Regions from separate parts of the Mus musculus genome. Here regions 1, 2 and 3 are each linked to region 4. A link is a contact called in public Hi-C and promoter capture Hi-C data. All regions are on one chromosome and are shown on one strand. Each heading gives the region's core, a stretch centred on a gene start, on an enhancer-like site or on the middle of the called end of the contact. The rest is flanking DNA. Distances are from core to core; before and after follow the strand shown.

The links. Promoter capture Hi-C pulls out the DNA fragments that hold promoters and counts their contacts. Hi-C and Micro-C count contacts between places; a contact is called where the count stands out from the background. Capture Hi-C pulls out chosen DNA fragments and counts their contacts.
Region 1: a contact with region 4 is called in a promoter capture Hi-C map of pre-B cells, with 4 times the contacts expected there. The contact joins the enhancer-like site here to the promoter of Tbc1d22a in region 4. A contact is called at or near these places in 2 of 39 promoter capture datasets (hematopoietic stem and progenitor cells and pre-B cells) and 3 of 115 datasets of contacts at active chromatin or transcription factors (bone marrow-derived macrophages, memory CD8 T cells and pancreatic cancer cells).
Region 2: a contact with region 4 is called in a promoter capture Hi-C map of liver, with 4 times the contacts expected there. The contact joins the promoter of D130051D11Rik here to the promoter of Tbc1d22a in region 4. A contact is called at or near these places in 4 of 39 promoter capture datasets (hippocampal neurons, liver, pre-B cells and 1 more), 1 of 484 Hi-C or Micro-C datasets (erythroblasts), 2 of 115 datasets of contacts at active chromatin or transcription factors (memory CD8 T cells and pancreatic cancer cells) and 1 of 9 other capture datasets (liver).
Region 3: a contact with region 4 is called in a Hi-C map of CD8 T cells, with 4 times the contacts expected there. The contact joins the enhancer-like site here to the promoter of Tbc1d22a in region 4. A contact is called at or near these places in 1 of 39 promoter capture datasets (pre-B cells), 2 of 484 Hi-C or Micro-C datasets (CD4 T cells and CD8 T cells) and 2 of 115 datasets of contacts at active chromatin or transcription factors (microglia and pancreatic cancer cells).

What each region holds. Positions count from the first base shown.
Region 1 is chr15:85,652,755-85,657,695 of GRCm38.p6, reverse strand. No RefSeq gene overlaps it. Among named protein-coding and RNA genes, the nearest start is that of D130051D11Rik, 21 kb to the right of the region's middle. Within about 2 kb of position 3,690, at least 330 of the 459 cell types and tissues checked have an H3K27ac peak or open chromatin away from gene starts, as enhancers often do. A contact at or near this core is called in bone marrow-derived macrophages, hematopoietic stem and progenitor cells, memory CD8 T cells and 2 more, where this site is marked.
Region 2 is chr15:85,633,241-85,638,479 of GRCm38.p6, reverse strand. D130051D11Rik (a long non-coding RNA gene) reads right to left here and starts at 3,884. Exons shown (of 2, transcript XR_003951642.1): 1 at 2,445-3,884; 2 at 1-128.
Region 3 is chr15:85,608,090-85,613,782 of GRCm38.p6, reverse strand. No RefSeq gene overlaps it. Among named protein-coding and RNA genes, the nearest start is that of D130051D11Rik, 24 kb to the left of the region's middle. Within about 2 kb of position 3,037, at least 178 of the 459 cell types and tissues checked have an H3K27ac peak or open chromatin away from gene starts, as enhancers often do. A contact at or near this core is called in CD8 T cells, where this site is marked.
Region 4 is chr15:86,212,905-86,217,897 of GRCm38.p6, reverse strand. Tbc1d22a (TBC1 domain family, member 22a) reads right to left here and starts at 3,439. Exons shown (of 13, transcript NM_145476.2): 1 at 3,262-3,439. The coding sequence starts at 3,323.

The sequences.
Region 1 (4,941 bases), core at 2,441-4,940, 560 kb after region 4:
CTGTTTTCACAGTGTCAGTAGTAGCGCCTGGAGCCAGGGCAGAGCTACAGGGAACAAAGACCGTCTAGGTTCGCCTTAAAGTAATGGTACTTACACGGGTCCCTTTATCACTCAAAGGGCATGATGCAGCTTGTGGGTCTGACTAGTGACTCTGTGGAGTGTGACAGTGTCTCAGCTGGGTTGGTAGTCTCCCTTCTGATAACATGACAGCCTTAGAAGGAAGATCTGTGCACAGACCAGGGCTCAGTGTATGTCTAAGGACACTCCAATCCCAGGACCCTGACCCCTGTGAGAGTGTATCTTGTTTCTCACTTGTTTACAGTGGGCTGTTTCTAGATTCCAGCTGCAGGGATGGGTCTCCAGATCCAATGAGGGTGGCTTAAATATCTTCCTTTAAAAGTGGGATAAAAGGAGTGCCCCTGTGCTGTTTTCTACTCTAAAAGGCAATTCCTAAATTTGGATTGGAAAAAAAAAGTACTTGAGCTTGAAACTCCAATGGTTTTCAGAACGTGAGTGAGATCCGCCACTCTTCGTGCTAACAGCATCTTAAATGGCCTAAAATAAATCAGAACAAAATGCTGTGTGTAGAGCATATGTCTCCCACCACTCCTGGCTTTCTGAAGGCAGTTTGAGCTGCCGCACACAGACATGTGTTGACCCATGAGCTGATGGCCCGGACTCCTGCCAGGCCCAGGACCTGTGAGGCACCAACCTCTCACAGACCATACAGACCCAGCCTTGCTAGACATCTCGGTGCTCAATGGGGATTAGACTATAAAACAAATAACTTAAAAAAAAAAACAATCAACAGGTGAGTTGCATGAGTACACATTTTTATTTCCTCCAACTCAATGAGAGAAAGGAGAACAAAGTCTGGGACTTGGAATTTTTAAGCCATGAATGGATGGGCACACTTTCAAAAGATTTATTTTACTTCCTCTCCTTAACACTGGGCATAGAAAAAAAAAATCCCTGCTTTCTAAAACAAAAACACATGCCATTTTAATTTAGCAAACAAAAGCCAGGATGAAAGAAAAAAATCTCTACTGAGACAATTTTTAAATTAAAAAGGCAGGAAGGGGTTGCTTTTTTACCTTTCGGGGAGGATTACCTTATGCAACCATCAATAATTTAACAATCAAATAATCAAATCACAGCAAAATGCCAATTCCATCTGAGGCTTTGAGACCAAGGCCTGGGAGAGATTTTACTTGTAACTGCCAACTAGCTGAAGCTGGGGTTAACTGCGAGAGCGCTTTAGGGAGTCTCCAGACAGGGCGGGGTCATAATTAATTTATTTTATCTTATCCATCTATCTACACACAGGATTAAAATATTCACCTCAGTCCGCTCCCTTTGAAACATACACCCACTCCAGGGTGACTTCTACAGCCTTCACAGCTCTGACTGCCTTCCTCCCCCATCCTTGGAGGACACCTTCTTTCCAATTCGGGTGGGATCTTACAAGTTGGGAGCCTGGCACGCTAGGTTCTCTAACATGAAAATCCGGGCAGTGAGGTCACAGTGACAGAGACCCGGCCAATAGTTTTCCCCCAGAGAGGCCAACGAAACCTTACAGGTCTGAACCCAGCTTCTAGAAGGAGTGTGACTTGGCCAAGGTAACTTGATGGCAACCCAAGCTTGGCAAGAGTGCACTACCAAAGGCTGCCAGGTAGGCATTGGGTAGTAGAGGGTTAACTTGGGGAGCTGGGTGGGGTGCAGACAAAGGCACACAGGCAGGGGATCAGGAGCTATAAGGGCCCAGCCTGACAGGCACAGACACAGGGGGCTCTGTCTGCCTGTCTGCTGCCCTGGCACAGTGACTAACCGCCCCACCATTGTGAGCCTGAAGCCAGCCCTTTGTGTGGTCCCCTGGCGTCTGGGAGCACAGTGGAAGAGCCCTTTCCAGCAGTTCGTCTTTGCCCTGGAAACCTGCAGCCCGAGTCCCCTTTTATCCGTTTTCAGGGTTGCTGGGGGCCTGACAATCCAATAGAGGAGTCCCCTGCCCTAGCCAGGAAGGGACACCCAGCGGGGGGGGGGGGGGGAAGGAGGGGCAAAAGAAAGCTTCCAGCTTTGAGAAACCAGCTCAACTTGCTTTGCCCCACTATAGCAAGCTGCCCACCTTCTGGGCCCCCCCCCCCCCCGACCCCTTGAGAAAGATCAAAGTCTGGACGCTTGCATAAAATATGTTTAGAGTATTGAGGACTTGGTAGGGGGAAAAGATGTCTCTCATTAGTAATTCCGTGTGGCATGTTGAGATTACTATTTGGGATCTATGTTAGAGCAAATGGATTCTATTAGCTAAGTGGCTTCTCTTGCTTCTGCCGTTCCTTTTTAAAACCATGGCTGTGAGGAACCGTACAGTTACTGTTAGGCCTGTGACTGGGGCTCACACTGTTTCTACTGGATAGGGCTGGGCCAGGAGAGGGCCCCGGGATCCAGGAAGAAGACTTGACAACTGTTTTCTCTTAGGGAGACAGACTAGGACTCCCCCCCACCCCCCTGCCCAGAATGACTCCTCTCTTAGGATTCAGGGGAACCAGGCACTCATGGCCACACTGCCTCTTGCCTCAATGTGGCATTTTCCTGTATTGAGGATTGCAACTTATACCTTCAAATATTGGGGAACATGGGTGCACAGGAGCATGTACATATGCACACACACACACACAAACACACACACACACGGCCACCAGGCTCCTCTCCATGACCTGTCCTGCCAACCACCGGAGAAGCCAGATTCATAGAGGCTCCAGATGGTCCCCCAAAGTACCCCCTAGAACTAGACATCAGACCATCAGACCCAGGAAAGACAAGACTTGCTCTCTTATCCAATCTCTGTTGCCCTCCTGGGGCCCTTCCTGCATAACTATTAAAAAATTTTTTTTCTGTTTTATGGACGCACCGGAGATGGACATAACACAGGCTGGCCTCAATATTACACGTTCATTATTTCATATCCATTTTTTTTCTTTTAATTTTAGAAGGAGTTGAAATGAAAAAAAAAAAAAAAAAACGAGGGACCCAAGCCACCCTGGGAGCTCCTGACACTTGCAGCTGTAATCCCTATAGCTTGCCAGTCAGGTATCACTTTCCTCTGACCACCGTTCCCTAGAACTTATTCCCTTTCTCCCTAGATAGACAATGGGGGAGGCCCCCACCAGCCACCAGCAAGCATTCCAGAGGATTTTTAATACACACAAATCAGCCAGGAGAAACACCCAGTATCCCAGCGAGGGCCCAAGTCAGTGGGAACTGAGACCTCCGACTTTCCATCCGATTTCCAAGAGGAGCTGGTCAACACCTTCAACCCCAAGAGCAAAGCCCAGGCCTGGTAATAACAGGGCCAATGACTGGCACCCTGCCACCACCCATGATGCACCAGGCCTGTGCAGGAACCAGACAGTATGCCCCCCAAATCCACACCCTCAGCGGGTGCTCCAGACCCTGGCTCTGGAAGGGATGCTGAAGAAGCCTTTGGCTTCCCAGTATCTCACAGAAAAGGCATGTGGGTTCCCCACAACCCCGTTCCCATAGTGCCTCTGCCTAGTTCCCAGCAAACTTTGCTTGGGGAAGGCCTGGTTGATGCAGGAGATGGTTAAAATTCTGCATCCGTTTGCATCCGCCTCTAGAGGAAGCACTGCTTTTTTTTTTTTCACCCCCAGCAGGAGAAGGGGGGGGGGAGCTGAGAGCAGCAATTTGCAGGCCTTGGGATGTTTTTCTCCTTGACAGCCCTGGGCCCCGCCTGCCTAGCTTGGCCTTCTTGGGCTGGGCTAAGGCGGCTGGCCCTGCAGCGGAGGCTCCACTCCGTGGCTGCTGCTCCTCAAGAGGCCCCATGCACACGCATTCACGCTCCCCCCACACACACAGGCTGCAACCTCCGGCTTGGGGAGGGCAAGACACGCTGCATGCTGACGGCCTGGTACTGCCATGGTTCTTCCGCCAGCCAGCGTCTCCCATGAGGCCTGTTCCCAACCAGGTTGCACTGCCTGCCCACCCCCATGGCTCACCCTACTCCCATCCGGAGTGCCCTCACCTTCTGGGCCCCTGGCCCCTGGCCTCGGGTCCTGCTCGTGCCCGGGGCGCCCAGCCACGTCCTCCGTGCCTCTGCCGCTTGCCCCACCCTGCTGCCCGCGCTCTGAGGCGAGCCTGGCACTGTGCCAGGCTGCCTGGGAGCCCAGCCCGGGCAGGGCGAACTTTCCAGCGGAGTGTGTGTAGGGGGATGCTGGAGTGAAGCTGGTGCCAAGGGAGGGAGCGAGCCCCAGGTGCCCGGCGGCCAACCCCCCTCCAGCCCTCGCCACCCCCCACCCCCACCCCCAACATCCCACTCCCTGTCTCCTGAGTCCCATAAAGGCGCAGACAACACGAGTGATTTAGTCAAAACAGTCATGTGCAGGAGCCCGCAAACAAACAAAAGCCCTTATTTATTTATTTAGTTCACACACCCAGATAAGGAGCTGCCTTTGTGCACATAATTTCACAGAAAGAAGGCGAAGCCATGATGCTCCCCGCAGCCCAAGAGCCTGGACAGCAGGCCTGGCTTCATGAATAATTGCAGAGCCTCAGCCTGGGTATTTCCATATTTAAATTGGGCAGCAGCGTATGATTAATTAAGAAGGAAAAAGGCAAAAAGGAAGAAAAGCTGTGGGGGTGGGGAGCCGGACATTCTGGTCAGAGCTACGGTGCCAAGGTGCCCACGGCGGCTTAACTCCTCCCATGCCAGGCCCAGAGGGGGCACTGCTGCAGATGGTTTAAAGGGACCCTGCTGGTGCCCACACTGGCCACCTTCCTGTGTCCAGGGCCACCTGACTCCAGATGCTGCCCAGGAAGTTTCTCTGATATTCCAATATAGCTCACACACACACACACACACACACACACAAAATCTGCTATGTCCAAGATACCCAGTGGGACACTTCAGGCTGAGACAGCCTTCTCCGT
Region 2 (5,239 bases), core at 2,635-5,134, 580 kb after region 4:
TTCATAAGTATAATTTTACTACTGCTATGAATTGTAATGTAAATCTCTGATATATGACCCCCAAAAGGGTTGAGACTCACAGGTTGAGAACCTCTGCTCTAGAGCTTCCTTGGTTCCTCCACAAAGTCCTGGAGGGCATAAAAAGAACTTAGCATTAAAATTGGGACCAAGTTTGGTTTTGCTCCTGAATTAATCATATTTCCACATGTCTATCTGATAGAGCTTCTCTGTATCTTTAAAGACTTACTTTATTATTTATTATGTATATATATATGCACATGACTGTGTATGTGCACATGCATTCAGATGCCTGTAGAAGTCAGAAGAAGGTGTTAGACCCCCTGGAGCTGGAGTTACAGACAGTGGTGAATAGCTGGAAGTGGGTGCTGGGAACTGAACTCAAGTCCTCTGGAAGAACAGCAAGTGCCCTTAACTGCTAAGCCATCTCTCCAGACCCTTAATCCTTTTTTTCCATTTTTTATTAGGTATTTAGCTCATTTACATTTCCAATGCTATACCAAAGGTCCCCCATACCCACCCACCCCCACTCCCCTATCCACCCACTCCCCCTTTTTGGCCCTGGCGTTCCCCTGTACTGGGGCATATAAAGTTTGCAAGTCCAATGGGCCTCTCTTTGCAGTGATGGCCGACTAGGCCATCTTTTGATACATATGCAGCTAGAGACAAGAGCTCCGGGGTACTGCTTAGTTCATATTGTTGTTCCACCTATAGGGTTGCAGTTCCCCCTTAATCTTTTTTAATTGACATTTTATATTTATTCTTTGAAAAACTCATACAAGTATACAATGTATTTTGATCCTATCTCTTTGTCTTATTTAATCCCAAATAACAAATATGGTTTTCCACATTTAACAGATGAGAAACCTGAGGCTCAGAGAAGTTAAGAAAGAGGAGCTGCCTCAGTCAGTAAAGTCCTTGCTGTGCAACCATGAGAACCTAAGTGTGATCCCTAGAACCTATATATAGGAGCTGAGCATCATGGGCAATCCCAGCCCTGGGCAGGCAGGGACAGGAGGTTCCCTGGGGCATGCTGGCCAGCCTAGCCAAATCTCTAAGTTCTAGCTTAGTGAGAGACTCTGCCTCAAAAGAACGAAGTGGAAGGGGGATGGAGAGATGGTTCAGTAGTTTACAGCACTTGTTGCTCTTGCAGAGGACCCAGGTTTGGTTTTTAGCACCCATATGATGGCTCACAAACGTCTGTGACTTCAGTTCTAGAGAATCTGATGGCCATTTCTGACCTCTGTGTGCACCAATATGCATGCAGGCAGGCATACATAAATACAGGCAAAATACTTGTACACGTAAACAAAAATTTAAAACTCAAAAATAAAAGGAATGATTGAGAAGGACACTGTACATAGACTCTGGCTTCCACATACACACATGCATGAATACCCACACTCATGGCCCACAGAAACATATACACACATACAAAAAGAAAGAACTAAGGGGTGAAAAAAGGTTTAGTGGTCAAAAGCACATAGTTCTTTTCCAGAGGATCGAAGTTTGCTTCTCAGCACCCAAATCAGATGGCTCACAACTGTCTCTAACTCTTGGTTTTGGGGAATCCAACACCTCTGGCCTCCTTGGACACCTGCACTCTTATGAGTATAATCACATGCACACACACACACAGACACACACAAAATTTAAAATAATATAAATCTTTAACAAGAAAGGAAGAAATAAAGAAAGGATGGAAGAAAGGAAGGAAGGGACGGAGGAAGAGAGTGAGGGAAAGAAGGAGATGAAGGGCTTGCCTGAGGCCTCAGAGTAGTCTGAACTCCCGGGAAACCTTAGTTCTTTAGAGGTTTGGAGCTGAAAGCCTCTTTTGAATCAGCGAGGCCTCTCTGCATTGTGGCTAGCATGCCCTGAGGAGTAAATACTCACCCTATACTGGCTTAGGTGGAACCCAGAATGATTTTCTGAGCACAAAAGTAGTCTAGACCCTCCTACTAAGTCCTGTTCAGCTCCAAGAGTCCTTATTCCTTGGACCACACCCAAGACACATTTATTCTTTTTTTTTCCCATAAAAAGGGGGGCACTGGTCTCTGAGTTGAGATTCCTCGACTCACTTGAAATTATTGGGCTGAAGTGTGCCTCTGTCCACAATTGGTGGGAAAAAAACAAAACAAAACAAAACAAAAACCAGAGAGGCCATTCTCTTGGAAACCATGTGTTTTCTTTTTATAGAGGTGCCCATCCAGTTCCCAAGCTTTGTCTTCTAATATGGAGAAAGAAAAAAAAAAAAAACCAAAAAACCAAAGCACTGTAAGGCTGCCTCTCTGAGGCACATTTCAGTCTAGAAAATCTGGACTATTGCAAACAAATGAGGTAGAACCTCAAGCCCAGGGCTAGGTACCCACTGCTGCCAACAGCCACCACATAAGACCTGGAAAGACACTATGGAACCAATAAGATACCTTAGGCTATCCCAAGGAGAGCAGTAGGTGCAGAAGAGAGAGGCACTCTCAGTGCACAAGGCTGGTTTCTTCAAAATTATATATGAGAACACTGGGTGGTCTCTTTCATACACATTCTGTCCCTGAGAGTGGCTTGGCAGGCTTGGTCCAACAAACCAGATGCTTGGAAATCACCTACTTTTCCATGTTCTTCAAAGGCATCATAGAGACCATCTTCTGCAACCCACTCCTGACTCCGGTACAAAGAAAGACAGCGCACAAATGATGCACAATCTACAATGTTTCATTTGGGGGTTGATCTTGTAATGGTGCAGAAGCGACAGGCATCAGCAGAAACACTACTTGGGATTTTGAGTTTGATCTCTTCCATGCTGGTGATAATGCGATATAAGCACCCTTTCTCAACGCTGGCCATCACCAGGGGAAACCACATGCTCCAGTGTGCTGAGTTGATAAGCCAGGACATTTAGTAGATTAAGCAACCCCATGATGTTTTAAGCCACAGTGGGTCCTCTGTATGAGCCATTATTAAAGGTTAAAGAACCTTTATTTGATGGTCTCGGTGAACAAGTTGGGGTGGGGACATCAGGCACCTCCAGGATGCTTAAAGTCTTCTGGCTAGGAATAAAGAATGATGAACGGGGCAGTGCTGGCGACGAGAGGTGACCACGGAAAGGAACTATGTGCTCCAGCTGAGCAGAACAGATTAAACCAGAGAATCAGAACCAGGGTGTGGAAGGACTTGTCTCTCTGTGGAGGGACAGTGCTGGCCACAGTGGCTAGGAGCCCTGCGACAGCACATCAGAAGCATGTGCGGGCCTTCCTGAAAAGTGGCTGTCAACAAATAGGCGCTCTCGTCTCTGGGCCTGCAGACCTCCAAAAGGGGCGTTCACACTGCGGGGCTAGCCTGGGCTCTGCATTTCTTGGATAGGGCTGAGCACCCGGCAGGGCCACGTCGCTCCTGGTACAGAGGGAGGCTACAGTCTAAAGTAGGAGGGGCCTCGGGTTCCCGGTGCCAGGACTCCGCCGCCAAGACGGTGCCGTGGCCTGCCCCCTCTAGGGACCTAGAAAGCTCCACGCTCACACCTTGAGGGGGTACAGAGGGAGCAGAAAAGGCAGAAGTGCGCCCACGGCGCCCACAGCCCTTAAAATAACACACAACTCTCACGCTCCACCCCGGAAGCAGACTCGCGGTAGACGTAGGGCGGGGCCTCTCGAGTCTGGGGGCGTGACTTCTAAGTAGCCTGCGCCGGAAATGAAGTCCAGGGTGCGGCATACTTGGAGGCCGCGGTTCGCAGCTGAGAGGCGGGGCCCTGTCTAGAGGCGGAGCCTTGCCCAGCTGGAGGTGGAGCCACTGGGCCACCATCTCCGACTTCCGGGGTCGCGGGCGGTGCGGGCGGAGTGAAGCACAGAGTGGGCGGGCCCTGGGTCGGCCAGCTCTGAATGCAAATTTACGGCCTAGCAGGCTGCGGCTCCGGGGCGAGGCCTGCGTGTGGGGCGGGGCCTAGGTATGTGGGCGGGACCTGGCGCCGGGCACGCCCAACCTTAGTGCGGGCAGGCGGGAGGCGGAGCCTCTGCGCGCGGCCTAAATGAGTTTGCGCAGACTCAGGGCGGGCTCTCAGCCTGTCACTGTGAACCTTAGGGCTGCATTTCACTTGAATCAGATTTTCGTTTTAGTCAGACTTTTCTGTTCTGAAAGCTTTCCTGCCCTTGGAGTTTGTAAATCTTGGCAAGGAGGAAGAAAACGGGTAACCCTCAAGCTCCTCGTGAGATTTTTCCTTTTTTGAGGCTGTGTACGTGATGTAAAGAGTCTTGCAAAATTGCAGTAACACTTGAGAATACCTTAAAAATACCCAGTTCTTGATCTAAGGGTGTACCTCAGTTGGTAGAGTCCTTTCCTAGCAGACAGGAGACCTTGGCTTCCATTCTAGTATCAAACAAACAAACAAACAAAAACTTTATAATTTTCCAACTCAAAAATCATACGTTACTGGAGAAAATTTAGAAAGTTGACAAGAATTTTTAAAAACCTGATCAATATGCCAGGTAGTGGCACACTCCTTTAATCCCAGCACTTGGGAGGTAGAGGCAGGTGAATCTCTGCTCTTGAGACCAGCCTGGACTACAGAGCAAGTTCCAGGACAGTCAGGGCTATATCTCAAAAACACCAACAACAACAACACAAAAAACAACAACAAAAACAAATAAACACTCTGATTATTTAAGATCACTAGTGTTAACATTTTGACGTTTCTATTTTTATAATTCTATGTATATTTGAAACAGAAATAGGGACAATACTATACAGTACTACCTTGCCCTTTGTCTTTTTGTGGCTGGTGTTGCTGTGAGGGTCTGACCATAGCCCTATTTGTGGCCCCACACAGCCCTAGATGGGAAACCCCTTTGTTATTTAACTCTCATAGGCCGTCTTGTTTCCATCTCTTTTGAGTTTTCCTTTCTTTCTTTCTTTCTCTCTTTTGTTTTTGTTATTGTTTTTTGTTTGTTTTTGTTGTTTGTTTTTTCGAGACAGGGTTTCTCTATATAGCCCTGACTGTCCTGGAACTCACTTTGTAGACCAGGCTGGCCTCGAACTCAGAAATCTGCCTGCCTCTGCCTCCGGAGTGCTGGGATTAAAGGCTTGAGCCACCAAGCTCGGCCCTCTTTTGAGTTTTCTACATTTAAAAGGTAACAATGTTTCAACAAGTGATAAATCACTTGTAGCCAAAAAATAGATACCTAGTGTCCAGATTACATAAAGAACTAAAACTCAACAATGAAATCCCTAATTTAAT
Region 3 (5,693 bases), core at 1,788-4,287, 600 kb after region 4:
CCCCAGAGGTTAAGAGCCCGGACACTGCAGGGTGTGGCAGCTCAACCCTGACTGGCCTAGTCTAAACCGATGTTCCGCCAAGGAGGCCCTTTGGCTGCCGCAAGCACCTAAACAGCCCTGCCTTTGTCCTAGTGGCCACAGGCACTGTTTGCTCTGTGCCCAGCTTGTTTTTCCCAGGCTGAGCTGGGCAGGCAGAGCCCGGGAGCCATGGAAACAGCACAGGCCACCTGTCTTGCCCAGCCCCGCTCTCTGCCCAGTTGCTTTCTCAGTCTCTTCAGACCTCCTGCTGTACTGGCCCTGTACCAGCTGCCCCTGTCCCGCCCCCTCACTAGCTAGGCTGGGTGCAGAGACAGCCAAGGGTTTCAGGGGCCCTGGGGTCACACAGATCCTGGGGTCAGCTCGGCCATCCTTAACACCCAGGCGGTTGTCTGCTTGCTGCCTGCAGGGAAGCCCTTTACCTAGCACCTCTGCCCTGCTCTGGCAGGACTTTCTGTGCACAGGAGGAAGGGTGTGGGCTCCCTCAAGAGCTCCTCAGCTGTCTTAAAACTGCTGGGGGGCTGGAGAGATGGAGCGACAGTTACGAGTTGTTCCAGAGGACCCAGGTTCAATTCTCAGCCCCTATGTGCTAGCTCACAATTGCCTTTGCCTCAGTTCCAGGGTATCTGGTGCCCTCTTCTGGTCACTATGGACACTGCACATCCATGATGCACAGATATAAATGCAGACAAAAATCAATCAATGAAACAAACAAACAAAAAGCCTTCTGCCCAGCCTCTGGTTTTCTCCTGTCCTTTTGGAATCTCCAATCATTCAATAAGATCAGTCTGACGCCCCAGGCTCAAAACATCTAATTCTTGTCCCCAACGACACTTCCTGCCTGCTGGTGTGTCCTAGGTTTTTCTCTAATAAGTAGCCAGAACAGCTCCGCATGTGATGGGCCTGACCTTGGACCTGTGTCCACAGGCTCCCTCAATGGGTCTCAGTGTAATCCGGACAGGGCCAGTTTCTTCTCTATTTATTTTCAGGGTGCATGGATATTCTCCAGGTAGGATTTGGGAAAAGATAGTGAGCCCGGGCAACTCTGTGGTTGGGTGGGTGGAGTTGGAGGACAGCGTTTCACTCCCTCTGGGGCAAGGTGAGAAGTGTGTGCTCATCTTAGGAGGGGTCCCCTGGCCCAGGCAGGGGAGGACCCACCGATGTGGCCCCAAAAGCACCAGTTTGTCAGTGCCTGTGTTCTCAGACGTCTTTTGGACGGGAAGCTTAATTGCTCCATTCTCCAGATGAGAAAATCAAGGCTCCAAGAGTGCTCTCTAATACTGTCACTGGGTCAACGGCTAGGGAGCTCTCCTGGTCACCTTTAGTGCATCCCCCCACCCCAAGCTGTCCTTACAGTTTCCCGATCATGTGGCTGATCAAGTCATCGAGAAGCCCAATGCTTCTGGACGGGTGCCATTTGACAGCAGGGTACATCTCAGTGTGCCTAATGCTTCTGTATTTTGCAGGAGGGGACATGGGCTGGAGAGGGTCAGGGCTTGGCAACTCTGCCCTTCATTTCTCCGGCCTCCCTCACGTCTGGCCATTTTGTTCCAGCTCTTGAAATATCTGCTCTGCCCTCCCGGAAGCTGCTGGCTTCAGGCAGGACCGTTCCTCCTATCTGCTCAGTCCAATTCAGTCTTGTCACCTCCCTGTAGCGGTCACTGGACAGAAACTGGGATGTGCTGTCCACCCTGGCTGGGCTCCTGGGTGGCCAGGAGGCTCTTGGAAAGCCCTCTTCATCCCCACTCATGGAACTCTTGCAGCTCTTTTCCGGAATGGCTTCCCGATGAGGTAATGCTTCTTGCAGACGGGAGGAGGTCCTGGAGAATGGCCGCCAGTGGCCTCCTTGCCTGGGCGACCTGCCCAAGGCACAAAATGAGCCCTTTTTGGTGGCTGAAAGGAAGACCAGGCCCTAGACTCCAGACCTTCATTCGTCACCCAGCCTTGAGCTGAGACTATCCTAGTCCTGGGCTGAGCCTGTAGCCTCAACCAAGGGGAAACTAAGGCCTGAGGGGGGAGGGGCCGGCTACACTCAGAGCCCCAGAAAGAATCCACAGCTACTCCTGTTTGACACTCTGAGGGACAAGGAAAGCCTCCTGGTTCACCCTCTTGGGTCTGAGGAGTCTCTCTGACTGTTAAGCTTCTGTTAAGGAGCTGGGTGGATGCTCGCCCAGAGGACGACTGCTGGGTTATCCACTATCCGCTCTATATCCTGGGAGAGAGAGAAGCTGCAGAGAAAGCTACAGAGAGAAGCTGCGGTATGCCAGGAAAGTACTGAAGAGGCTTGATTCCTCACTCCTGCCCTGTGCCTGCCAGGCCCGGCACTGGTGATGAGGTCCCCAGTCCCCACATAGTCCAGAAGCACCCACACCTCAGGCTTGGAAAACAATATGAAACTTCTCACTTCTGAGGCTGGTGGCCGCAGTGCCTGGCACCTGGGGTTGGCACAGGAAGACCTTCAGGACTCAATAGCAGCACAACTTCAGTGCTTGGTGGGATTGGGACACGGGCTAGAAGATGACTCTGTGAAGCACTCAGGCCTAGTGTCTGCAGGCCCAGCTGGCCCTGTCCCCGATTTGAATTTATTGTGCAATGTTATCCAAGCCCCCCATCCCCCACCCCCTTCCCTGGCTGGGTCTCAATTTCCCCATCTGCAGACAGGAGGAGGGCAGGAGAGGCCTCAACTGGACTCCAGAGCGCCCCAGGTCTGGCGGCCCAGACCTGCAGCTGTGTGGGCGCAGCCTCTCTGGGCAGGAAGTTAATTTCCGCGTTGGAGGCGATGCCTGAAGTGGGCCCAGTGCTTGCTGCATGTTCAGATGAGGGCCGGGCTGGTGAAGTCATGTGGGAGGTAGCAGCAGAGGCAGGATCCAAGCCAAGATTTCTCTGCTGGCCTGGAGTGACCTTGTTCAGCCTCCCTTGCTCAGCAGCCCCCACCTCTCTTGCCTACACAAAGCTCTGGCTCTACAAGGGAAGACAGGTCCTCTTGGAAGGTGGGCCTGCACCCTCTTCTGCCCCCTGGTGGCTATGAGGACATATGGCAGTTTGGTCAGGACTTTGAAGGCTACAGGGCCATCATCCACCCAGAACCAGACACATGATCACCATCATCCCCCCACACAGGGCCAGACACCCACAGGGTCTCAAGAATACACAGGGATATAGACACCCACAAAGGCACAGACACCCACAGTACCAAGAACTCACAGAATTGGGAACCTACAGGGTCACTGACAATCAGAGCCACAATGGCCCACAGGACCTCAGGCACCCACATGATGGGCACCCGTAGGGATGGGGTACCGTCACTGGGAGGCCTGGTTATGACACACACCCCCCCCCAGGAGGAGGTCACTGCCACCTATGTCTCTGGAGTGTGCAGTTCAGGTCGGGAGTGGTTAGGGCCTACAGGAAATGCACAAAGATGGGAACAATGTTGAGAGGAAAAAAGTGCTCACCCAACCTGGGATCAGCCCTCTGGTGCTTCTGGCTGCAGTGTTGGGGGATGGACGAGAGGCCGAGGCACATGTCCTTTTAGCTCTCAATGGTGACAGTGAAGGGAAGGGCTCAGTGTGTTGTTCTTCCCATTGTCTCCTGACCCAGCAGCAGCAGCACAGGACAGACAGGCACCCACTAGCCTTGGCCTGATCCTGCAGCAGCAGGCTTTCAGAATGATGGACAATTTCTCTGAGGCCCTCCAAGTGCTGAAGGCCGTACTACAGTAGGGCTATATAAACCAGGGCGGCCAGCCCAGTCTGGCTCCTAGGAACTTAGTGCCTCCAATATCATCATCAGGGATAGGGGTGGACTGGTCAGTCTTTAGAATGTGCCAGAACGCTGGGGAGTTGGCTCAGCCATTAAGAGCTGCTCTTCCAGAGGACCTGGGTTTGATTCTTAGCACACGTATGGCCTCTCACTACTTACTACCTGTAATCCCAGTCCCAGGAGCTCTGACACCCTCTTCTGGTCTTGTCAGGTACTGAACATGCATGGTGCAAAGATCTACATGCAAACAAAACACCCACACACAGGAAAAAAAATGAAATCTTTAAAAAAAAAAAGAATTTCCAAGGTCTGCTCAGCGGCTTCTCCAGAATGCCCCCTCCCAGCACCCCTTTTCTTCTCCCACCCCCCAAATCCTGCCTGGGTCCTGTGGCTAAACCTCTTCCCCACCCCTGACCCTCACCAGGATACCTGGCTCAGGGAATGACAGGGTCCCACCAGTGCCATCACATTAGAACACCAATGGTCAACGCCCACGGGGGCCAAGCATCCATTGCACTGGCAGACAAACTGAGGCTACAATAGAGGATCTGGCAAGGCCAAGGACTAGCTAGACACAGACCTGGGGCTGGGGTGGATCTAGAGTCCAGGGATAGTCACCAGTCCAGAGTGATACTGACACTGTGACACTGGACCCCCCCAGAGGGAGGTTTCAGCCATCAACCCAACTGGGACCTCCTCCATATCTCCCACCCTGGAGTAGAGGAGGAAGGGTCATATCATGACGCCCTGACTTATGAGACAGGGCTGATAGAAAGAGAGGACCAGGGTGAAGACCTAGAACTTTCCATGTTCAAGTCCAGAAGACTGGGAATCTGATACTAGTGTCTGAGGGCACTGGGAATAAATCTCCATTACCCCTCCCCCCACCCCATTTGATGTCCCTTCTTCTCCATCTTCTAAAAAGGAGATACTTGGAGATTGAGAATGTCATGATTTGGGTTTATAGAGGAGCCATGACCCCCAGCAGATGCTCTGGTGGAAAAAGACAGCATGGCATGACCAGGAGAAGGAATTGGCCTACCGTGACTGGTGGTCCAGTGGCCTGGTAGGTTATCCAGTATACATCAGGGCAAGGTGCGCAGTGATGGGGGCAATTGCTCAACTCCTCTCCAGGCCTCTGCCCTCTCAGCTGGGCATCAATGAACAGCCATCCTAACCTCTCTGTATTTCATCAGGACAGTCCTTACTTCCCAGAGGACAATGGATTAACACATATGGAGAAGGGGCAGGGGATAGTCTAGCAATCCTAGAAGAGATGGTACATTGGTGCTGAGGAGAGAGATTCTAGATGAACAAGATCTGACCCAAGCTCTTGGGAGTTGACTGGGATGAGGGATGGCCATGCCAGCCCTCCCAGGAAGCCTGGTATAAGAAGTGACTCATATCAGGAGCTTGGGGAACAAGGTTCCTAGACCTTCATTGTATTACCAATAAGGATAGAAGATGGAGGGGAAACTCTCTCCATTGGAGCATACCAGGGCCTTCACGTGGGCTGGATCAGGCAGATGCAGTGAATAGTCTTAGGGCTGGTGGCTGACAGAGACTTTGTGAGCTTTGGTCTATGGACCTGGAGCAGGCTCCGAGCAGCCTGTGGAGTATTTATTATCATGCCCTGGTCTCTATCCTTTAATCCAGCCCAGGGCACCCAACAGAACAGGAACTACATAGATGTCAGAGGACCTAAGATGCTAGATGCAATTCTAAAAGCCTAGAAGTTATTGTCTGAGGGTTAAAATAAGTCTTATAATTCATCAAGGGGGTGGTGGTACACACACATTTAATCCCAGCACTTGGGAGGCAGAGGCAGGTGGATCTCATTCTGGTCTACAGAGTGAGTTCCAGGACAGCCAGAGTTGTGCAGAGAAACTCTGTCT
Region 4 (4,993 bases), core at 2,190-4,689:
CTGGGACCAACCACCATTTCTCAGTCCTTCACAATGAAGCTGGGAGCAGTGTACTTCCTAGACAGGCAGAGCCTGTGGCCTAACTGAAGAAGCCAGTGCAGGAAGTCCACGCTGCAGTTGAGCCAGCAAGGCATTAAGGAAGCAGGCTGCAGGTGAAGTGTGAAGAGTAGAAAAACGTAAGCGAGGAGGGAAGGAACATTCAGTCAGCTGCACAGAGCGTGAAAATGCAGCTTCCCATGTATATGGAAAATACAGCATGGGATGTGGAAGACCCTAGAAGGCCACCAGCAATGCACAGTTCAAAAGAATGCATAGGAGTAGGGGCTAAAAAGCTGAGCAGTGGCCAGGTTACAAAGGTGTGAGACAGCACAAAGGAACATCTGTGTGTAACAAGCATCGCTGAGGGACAACCAAGGGCTTGCTCAGTGTTGCCTAGAGGACAAAGCCATATCTTGCAAATGGCCAACTCCTAGTAGACAACGTATCAGTGGAGCACTGAGAACAGTATATGGCAAACACCAGGTCCTTGATGGAACTCCGTCCATCATCTTCACTATCAAGGGACTGAGAAGATGTGCAAAACTCCCTTCACTGTCTGGAAGTCGGAGGTAAGACTCTGTGGGCACACACACACACACACACACACACACACACACGGCTTCCCTGGTTGAAGACAACAATCATGAAGCACACTTGAAGAGTGGGCAAGATGCTGAGAGCCTGGCCTAGATCTCTGCTAGCACGTTCCTATACAGGTGAAAACCCAGAATGTGGGCACTGAACAACTCAGGAAGGAATGGGGCACACCTCTGCACACTCTCCTTCAGGGAGACTTCCAGACTATCACCAAAACCAGAAACACTACCCCATGGGAGGGCTACAGGGCATTCGCGCAGCACAGAGGCTGCACAGGTCTCTCCCTGCCTCTCCCCTGTGCAGTCCTCAGCAGCATCCTCCAGCAGGTCACAGGACTCCTCATCAGTGCATGGGAGCTGCTCTCAAAAGTGCCTGATATGCAACCCAGCAAGAAAGCCGAGAGGAAAGAAGGCTGGCTTTGGTAATGTGGGGTCACACCAAAGAGACTGGGACTGTGTCAGTTTCCTGTGACATCCGTAGTAGCCTAAGGAGGTGGAAATGTTTCCCCTCCTTCGGTCGTGAAACCACAATATCAGCAGATTGTGCTGTCTGTGAGGGCCATTTCCCGCCACGTCCAGCTTCTGGTGGTTCCCGGCAATCCCAGTTTTGACTTGTAAACACATCATTGCAATCTCTGCTTCCATCTTTGCATGGTCATGCCCCCTACTTCTGTCTCTCCTCTGTATATGAAGTTCCATGTTCTTACGGGAACCAGAGACTGAATGAGGGCCTCCCCATTGCTCAGTAATGTCTACAGAGATCCTGCTTCCAAGCAAGGTCACGGTCACAGTCACAGTAAAATATTAGGAATGTTACTGTCTAGCCCAGTATGAAGACAAACTACCACACCAGGTATAGTGACTTGTATACTCGGGAGAATGAGGCAGGAGGGTCAGAAGCTCAGGGCCAGCCTGCACTATAAATGAGACCCTAGCTCAAAAAATAAAAAATAAAAAATGCACTATCAAGAGACAGTATTTAATGGAAAGGGTCAATGAATTCTACAACTCCATACAGCAACTCCATTATTTTTAAATCTCAGTTGACTCTTAACAATAAATTACAGCTCATACTTAAGAAGAACTGAGGCCGGGCAGTGGTGGTACCCGCCTTTAATCCCAGCACTTGGGAAGTGGGGGCAGGCTGATTTCTAAGTTCCAGGCTAGCCTGGTCTACAGAGTGAGTTCCAGGACAGGGTTTCTCTGTCTTGGAAAAGGAGGAGGAGGAGGAGGAGGAGGAGGAGGAGGAGGAGGAGGAGGAGGAAGAGGAGGAGGAGGAGGAGGAAGAGGAGGAGGAGAAGGAGAAGGAGAAGGAGAAGGAGAAGGAGAAGGAGAAGGAGAAGGAGAAGGAGGAGAAGAAGAAGAAGAAGAAGAAGGAGGAGGAGGAGGAGGAGGAGGAGGAGGAGGAGGAGGAGGAGGAAGAAGAAGAACTGAGTCTCGAGATGTGAAGGCAACAACAGAAGTCACACTGCCACATGCTTCTGTTTATCTGGCACTAGGCTCAACGTGTTTATCCCTGTCACAGTAGGACCTTCTACTCATCATAAACTATAATAATAGCTTTTATAAAAGTTCTTAACTATTCAAGCAAGCCCAGTCCAGGTCCTGTAAAAAATACAGTGTCTGGGTACCTCTGAGGACTTCCTCCATCTCCCAAGTCACTGTGGCCCAGCAGTCAGTAACCCGTGCCAAGCCCCAGCCACTTTGAAAAGCACATTTTGTGGTTGAATACAGTGGATATCCGAGTTTACAAATTTAACATTCACACAATGGTGTCTCTTAGGAAGCACAGGAAGACAGACCATTTTCCGAGCTCACGAATGGTTCTACTTAAGTTACCTCAATGTCAAAACCTTCAGGACTGGAGAGGTGGCTAATGTTAGAATCTTAAATTTCATATCTGAGACTTTGGCTAGAAAACAGAATAAACTATGTTTGAAATCTTGTGATGGAGTTTTCTGAAATACATTTCCGGGTACTGTCTCTTCACTCCCTAAGACCTAGAGAGGCATCAGGCCACATAACCAATCACAGAAGGACTTTGGAGCTCGATAGCTTCCAGACTGCACCCAGGTGTTTTTATTATTATTCTGTGTTTCCTGTTGCTGTCAAAAGACCGGTGTCCAGAGGCCAGAAGGTGGGACCACAGAAATTCACAAGGCGCTTCCACGCTCAAAGGAAAAGCATCAGCCCACATGTGACAGACGAAAACCCAAGTGCTCAAACCACTATGCACCCCGAAGAGACCGACCTCCCCTGCAGGCACTGCCTCTCCCTGGCCAGTTTCCTGACTCAACCAAACTCTCCAGGGCATGACCTGGGTCAGTTTCTTCCAGCTTCCCCAGGGAGTCATGGAGTTTCGCAGGAGAGAACCTGCCTGCCAGGCTCTGGAAGCACTTGGGGCAGCTCCTCGTCCTCCTTGCTCATTGGTACGGCCACTGTCACCTTTCATTTCCCACACGCCCACTGCCGACCCCGACTCCCCTAGCCCCTCACATAGCCCAACAGTCTCCTAGGAGCCAGGTTCTCCTCCCCAGACTCCTACGCCACCCGCACTGCAACGGGACAGCACGGCCACCTGACCTCTGACCCCTGACCCCGACCGGGTCCTCCCCGTCACACCCACCTGCCCGGGACCTTGCTGTTGCTGCGCTTCCAGAACTGCTTCCTGGCCCCGTCGCTGGCCATGGCCGCTCCTCATCCCTCAGATCCGCAACCCTGACACCCGAGAGCGGTCGGCCACACCTCCAGCGGCCCTCTCCTGTGCCCCGGCGGCCCCCTCAGAGACACCAGGACTCCGAAGCGTAGAGCCGAGAGGCGCTTCCGCCTCCGTCCGGAAGTTGTGACTCGGCGATTCCGGAAGTCCCGCCTTCGTTTCGGGCAGTGCTTGACGCCATGAGAAGGCGACGCTGGGATATGTGCGTGGCTGTAGCGCAGGGAGGAAAGCGGAGTCTGCGAGCTGCGTATGTTCTGGCGGCGCTGAGAGCGCTCGGGTCGAGCGGCACGGACTGAGGTCTCTGGATCCCGGCCTCTGATCCCCGGCCATGAACTCCGGAGCCGCGTGCGTCTGGGGTCCGAGTCGGTCTTATTTGCTCGCAGCCAACCAGCAAGTACCGAGAACCAGAAGGAGCACAGGCAGATCGGGACCCTGCTGCGGGCGGACAGGCGAGCGGGAGGATGGAGAGCTTCTCCCGCTGTAGTGTGGTCCAAGCCTCATCGCCAGGGCATTGACCCCGGATCAGTAAACACTGCACAGTGAGGTGAAGGAAGCGACTTCCACCGGAGCACATCTGAAGCGATGGCGGGGATCTGCCTGGGCTTCAGCTGAAAAACGAATAGGCACGGAGACACGAAGACTTCATCTTGCCGGCGCTTGCGTGCTTCCAAGACCGCAGTAAAGTGTGCTTAATTGTAAGATACATTCAAGATCCAAAAATCTTAATACGGAAATGTTAATTATAAGTTTACATTAAATGATACTTTATATATATTGGGTTCTGTAGAATATATTGTTATGTTTACTTTCACTTTTTGCTGTGTAGTGTAGCTACTTGAAATTACTTACGTGATTGGTGTAAAATTTCTATGATCTTAGACTCAAGGGTGAGAGGCTGGCATCTCAGGCCGGAGCTTTAGTGAAACACTGGTAATGCCAACTTGTGGCCTTTACTACTGAGAAACATATTCACGACAGCTGTCTCGTGCACTTTTTCTGCTTTTGATATGGTCTTCCTGTTTAACCCAGGCCCTGACTATATTCTCAAGACCCAGACTTCTAGACATATTGAAAGTGGTGTTGGGTTAGCACATGGTGGATGCAAGAAATCACACTAAAGAACCTTATATAGCTTAGCCCAGTTGTATGCCAGACTTATCCTCAGTACTCAGAGCAGGGTCAATGGCCTAGAGCCCTGTATCTCAACTTTGTTCCCATTCTTTAAGAGTAAAGCCTTCTGCAGCTCCTTTTAGACTGCAGCAGCTACCTGACTCCACTTTGACTCTGCAGAAAGGGGTGGCACCTGTTCCTCTTCATTTCCTGCACAGCCGGAGCCTTAGGAACTGAAATAGTACATCCCAAATGTTTGCTGTCTGGATGACAATACCGGGCTCTCTAGGAATCCCTTTTGACACAAGCATAGAAACTTCAGGAAATACCAGGGACAATGTCAACAGGTCCTAGGTGACCCCTTCAGGCACAACTTATGGAACATAGCCTTGGCTTCTCCTTGGAATCCTACTTCTAATAATCCTTAGAATTTGAGAGACCTAGCAAAACTAAGATTAATAATCATGTCCTAGCACTGCCTCGAGAGCTCTTTGAAATAAAACTTTAGTGGTACATAGCTATGGCCCAGCTT